Regions from separate parts of the Oryctolagus cuniculus genome. Here region 1 is linked to region 2. The links are chromatin contacts, called in public Hi-C maps. All regions are on one chromosome and are shown on one strand. The core of a region is the stretch at or near the end of the contact, and the rest is flanking DNA. Distances in the headings are between cores, read along the strand shown.

Region 1 (2,810 bases), core at 29-2,528, 130 kb before region 2:
ATTCAAATGTCACCAATTCTAGGAAGCCTTATCTGCTTCTAAGACAAAAACAAACAAACAAACAAAAACAAAACAAAAAAAAAAACACAAAACAACACACACACAAAAAAACTGTTCTCTCCTCAGGGCACATATAACACTTTATGGACTGCTTTATTCCAATGATAGTTGTGATCTCACTTAAAGTGCAGAATTTTCCATCTCTTTGTAAAAGACAGAGACATAGTCCAGCCCTTCAAAAACTGTCCTTAGTGCCTTCAACAAGGCAGACATCCCACAAACTCCTTACACTGAACTGACAAATACAGAAATAAGGAATTTGCACTAAAAGCTGACCACTGATGAAAAGCTAGGCTGAGAAGTTATCAAGCAGGACTTGAAGGGAAGGAAGAAACCTGGATACATGCTGCTCAAACTGAGGTCCAGGAACAAATCTCTCCTGGTGGAACAGAGACGGCCGAGGCCATGGCTTCTCAGCATTTCAGATTTGCATACACTTGTGCAGGGTTTGACTGCAACTGATAAGAGCCACTGGAACTAAGTAGAGAAACGACCCCTTCTCAGCAGTAGGGTCTCAAGATATTGTGGTTGAAAGGACGTGATCAGAAGCTGACAAACCTCACAACTCAAAATTATATATAAAGGTATTTCAACAAGCATATAGGAAAATATAATTGAAAGATAGTGCGCATTTTTCCCATGAACATTTTTTAAAGATGATACAGACCACATAGTTACATCAATAAATATAAATATTTATATTTGAGATACTATTTCATTGAAACATATCTACAAAGATTAAATGATGTCTTAATAAAACTAGTATTCAGTTCACGTATTTGCCATCATAGCATAGGGGGAAAGCCAAGAACTAAAGCCATCTCATCTCCTTGGCCTTATTGGCATTAAGCAATCAAATTCCCTGTGACTCAGAAATCTGAGACAGGCTCAGTGCAGGCTTTTCATTCTTGTCAGGAATAAAAAAATTTAAACACTTGGAAACGAAAAGGATAATTTTGCACCATCTCCTAGTACGAGTCTGGCCTCCCCCCTAAGCCTTTTCTGGGTCAACTCTTCCTGAAGTGAATCACATTAAGAAATGAATCTCTTAACTGCACCGTAGAAGCTAACAGAAGCCAGGACTTCGTCACCCTGCACATAATCAAAGGGCGGAGACACTGGGGCATTTCAACTACATCTTCATTCCTGCACTGTTCTCGGTTATTCTAAAGCAGGCCTGCGTGTAGGAGGACTTTTTTTTTTTAAGTGTTTTTATCTCCTTTTTGCATGTTAGCAGGTCTCACAGTCTCTTTTGCACCACAGATGGAAGCCTGAACTATGCCAAAGCTAAGCAGCCAGGCCAATGGATTTGCTCGAGAAAGAAACAAACTCAGTCATGAAAATGACACATGGATTCAAGACGAGCTAGGGGCAGAAGAAACTCAAACTACACAATCAGTCCCCAAAGTCAAGACAAAGACAAAGGAGAAACGCAGACAAAATCTAGACCTGAAATAATATATGAATGCCACAGCCAGACTCAAGGAGAAACAGCAAGAAGCCAGTGCGATGGACTGGAGAAGAGGGAAGAGCCCTGTGTCCGTCCCCTGGGATGAGCCTTGATTCACCAGGACTCCGGTGTGATGATCACACTCTTATTTTGCTGGAAGTGGCCATCGCGGGTCTCTCAAGAGTGCATCCCACATCAGCACCAACGTCTACTCCTCTGTTTGGCACTGATGAGCCAATGGCCCTCCAAACAATAGCCCTCTACCATAAGAGACAGGCAAAAGGAGGCAGCCACCAGCGGAATCATCAGTACTGGGGGTAGCGAACTCGGTGAAGTTTAAACACGGATCTGAAGTAATATTCTTCCTCTGCATCATTTCCTAGCCACGCAGCTCTATTCAATCCAAATGTTTTCTGAGAGTGCTGCCCTTTGAGAATAGCTGTGAGCACGCTATGTTGCTGTCCACAGCTTATCCAGGAGCTTTGTGTCCAAAGGTCTCAGAGCTGAGCCCTCATCTACGGATTGGGCTCCCAGGATAAAGTGGTAAAGCTGGAAATTTATCTGGAAGCACCCAATGGTGGGCCACCCATCATGTATTCCATAGAGCTGGCTGCACCCTAGAACCTGTTTCATCATCTATAAAAAGCAAATAGACACTTTTACTCGAGATCTGAGACTCAGTAGCTACGCAGCGGTGATTTGTAAATCGAGCTAATAGTACAGACACCTTGGTGAAGGTTAGGCACAGATCTCACGAGAACTGTTCAGAAAGGGTGGGGCAGGTTGTCAGCAGACACCCATTCCCAGGAAGACTGCCTCACAACGAAGACAAAACCCCTTTCTGTAACTGTCAACACCAGGTTACAGTTTTGTGATTGATGTGGCCTTTACATCGCTGAAATTCAGAATTACTCCTCTGACTGTGGTAGCAAGGACATTTCTGCAAGAAAGCAGGGGCAAGGTCAGGGTGGAGTAGACCACTGTCAAATCTTTTGTCCAAGGATCTTGGTAGAGCTCATTTCTAGGAACAGTCTGATACCTTGGGTAAACAGCATCTTCCCAATCCGTCGCAAAGAATTTAAGGAAGACAATACCCCTGACCCCGTGAAGTGGGTGCAGTTATGATTCCTGTCACTTAACAAAAGCACTGAACCAAGTACAAAAGGAACACAAGAAACTTTCCTTCCCTCTTTCATGTGTTAAAGATGGAAAGGCCCCAAAAGGAAAGAGGAAAGAACGTTTACCTCCCCAAGATCCTCTTCCTGAAAAGAAATGTCCTCTTTACAAAACAGTAATGAGG
Region 2 (2,781 bases), core at 106-2,605:
CTGGGAAGTTTCTAGTTGTTCCAGGGGGTGAAGCTTCCCGTTTATGCAGGTGAGTGTCCCGAAGCTCAAGTGAGAGCAGCTGGGTCATAATACTCCTGCCTCCCTGGAGAAAGCGGCTTGCAAAGAAAACCTTATTGTTTGCCTGCATATTTGCTCAGAGTGAAATTGGCAAGAAAATAGAAGTCCCCGCTGTCTTCCTCGTGCCATTTTCATATTCTTGCCTCTACTACGACCCATCAAAGAAGTCATTCGGCTAGCTTTGTCTACTCTACTCTTCACTAACAACTAGTTAAAAGGACTTCACCCTTAACCTCAGTACCTGTAACCAAATGTAAGATAGCAATCAACCTTCCTACCGCCGTGTTTTCCTACTTAATTCTTTCCCTGTGGGCTGACTCTTGGACATGGAATTCAAACACACGAACACATTTCTACACACCTCCCCAAGCCAGCTTTGCTTTATCACCTTCCGCCAAGGCGTGGAACACTGTATCCCATAAACAGGACTGGTAAGGGCAGATCCGAGCCAACCTTTTCTTTGGCTGCCTTTCAAAACGTTGTTTAAAACAAGATATGCTCTTGAACTGGAAAAAGGCATAACACATGATAACCTTCGAAAGCAGCTACTTGCTCTGCCCAACCAACCTCATTGCACAACACCCTGACTTCACATGAAGCGCTGTCTTCAGCTACAGGCCAGAGGAAGGTACGAAGTGACCCAATGGAGGTGAGATGAATTTCAGTGTGACTTGGCCATAGTGAAATGCTGCACCAAATTTGACCACAAAGAAATATCTAACAAGTGTAGGATAATGCAAAATTCTTAACTCTATCACATAATCTAATCCTATCACATAGGATTCTAATTATCATCCCTTAACCTCCCCAGCTGGCTGTCCAACAGTCATGCCTACTCTAGGAATCACTTCCTTGGTGTTAGCCAGGGACCTGTCCCGAGTCACCAACGCTCTCTCAATGCTATTTGGAAGAAGGTAGCCTGTGCAATGGAGTGATCTCCTCAAGGCAGAGCTAACTCAAATGGTTAACCACTGACATCCCACACCAGATCTGTGAAGCTAAACCAACCAAGTAAGATCCCACACTTACACACAACAAGCAAAGGAAATACCCTTTTTCTGTCACCGTCTGTTAAAACAGACACATAAGCAAGCCCAGATTCAGGTCAATGGGCAAAGATACAGCCCAGCCTCAGTGGAGTGGGACCAAGGACACAGCGTGCCCGCGGGGCCAAACAGCACTCGCTTCCTTTGTTTGCCGCTTGCGCCCTCTGTGAGAAGAAAGCATGCAGAGAATTTTTGTGAGCTGAAGTGTTTTAAGCCAGCTGGGCCAGACCCAGTTTCTGCAGAAGTCACCTCCTGAGAGTGTGGTGTCAGCGTTGCCATGGAATCGGGGCGGGATGGATTCTCCTAACTCCTCCCGCAGTACTCCTGCCTCTGCCAGATGTGACGCTAGCGGCCAGCACGTCTCGTCCTCCCGGGAATGAGCCCCAGCACCGTCAGCAAGGCAGTTCTATTTCAACCGTGCACAGATAGCATCACCAGAAGGGGTTCCCTCATGTGCCCACGAAGCCCACAGAGAAACCTCGGCCTGGGGGAACCTCCCTGAGGGAAAGGGACCCTTCCAAGTATGGCTGCTCCGTGCCCTGTTCCCAGGCCCCTGCAGTAGCTCTGCAGGTCCAGCTCTCACCACTGGCTCACCCTGTATCTGCAACAGAATGCCTGACCTGGTGCTGGGTTTCCCCATCTGTAACATCACAGTAATTATTTCAGTAATTAAGCACCTGCCCCGCCCCCCACTGCCTTTTACTTTCATGGTCTTAATCCAATAAATTCAAAATACACAATGGATGTGGCGTTGGTAAATTCTCCCAACGTCTAAGGGAGACACAGTATTTGTGTCCCTTATAACTGGCTGCTCACACAGAAGGGAAGGGATTTCCTCATGACAGGCAGTGAACCCCTGGGCAAAGACTCCCGCTGCCCTCACATCCTCCTCCGTCTGACTTCTACAGTGCTGAGTGCCCAGTGACTGGGACAGGTGGGCACGTCTCCCAGTGCTATTCCTCTCATTATTCATCCTTTCGGGCCTTATCCAATCTAAGGTTTTATCACAAGGAAAGAAATCCCCAAAACACGATTTGTGTACAGACTCAAACCTGAACTTGCAAACTGAAAATCTGTCAAAATGAGGCAAACATTAAACTCAGAATTTCTTTGTTTGTTTGTTTATTTAGTTTGGAAAAAGACCCCCAAATTTGTTCTCCCTTGCACCTTAGGAAATTCAGTACCCAATGCTTCCCTATAAATAGTTGTCAATAAACACAACTACTGCAAATGTATTCAGTAAATGTTGAGGTCAAAGGCCTTTGCTGTTTATTGCCTTGTAAACTCAAAGACAAGTGAATTTATGGCTTGAATGAGTTTCAGGGTATTGGCCTTCATAAAAGTTCGGAATCCCAGGTACAAAATGCTCCATCAGCTCACACCAAAGCCATGCTGGACAGCACTGAGAGAGCCCGCCACTGGATTCATAATTCAAACACGTCACCGAGAGGGTATTGTTCACCGTGTTGCACACATCCCCAGGGGTTACGGCTGAACCGCGCCTGTCATTATTACAAGAACTTGCTTCAGCTGAACTATAAATTGCTGCTGCTTCTTAAACAGTATCGCCTATTAGCCCAGCAATGCACACTCTCCAAAATATCAGAGGAAATGGGTCAAGAAGGGAAAATTCATCATTTTTCTCTAGCCTTTGCCT

Evidence for each region. A called contact is a pair of places that touch in the nucleus more often than the background predicts.
Region 1: a contact with region 2 is called in a Hi-C map of psoas muscle, with 3 times the contacts expected there. The contact joins two enhancer-like sites. A contact is called at or near these places in 4 of 6 Hi-C or Micro-C datasets (ear pinna, embryonic fibroblasts, psoas muscle and 1 more).

The regions. Positions count from the first base shown.
Region 1 is chr12:22,235,194-22,238,003 of mOryCun1.1, reverse strand. It overlaps a transcript of LOC103351297 not described here. Among named protein-coding and RNA genes, the nearest start is that of CDKN3, 170 kb to the right of the region's middle. Within about 2 kb of position 1,278, at least 1 of the 8 cell types and tissues checked has an H3K27ac peak or open chromatin away from gene starts, as enhancers often do.
Region 2 is chr12:22,104,830-22,107,610 of mOryCun1.1, reverse strand. No RefSeq gene overlaps it. Among named protein-coding and RNA genes, the nearest start is that of CDKN3, 44 kb to the right of the region's middle. Within about 2 kb of position 1,355, at least 1 of the 8 cell types and tissues checked has an H3K27ac peak or open chromatin away from gene starts, as enhancers often do.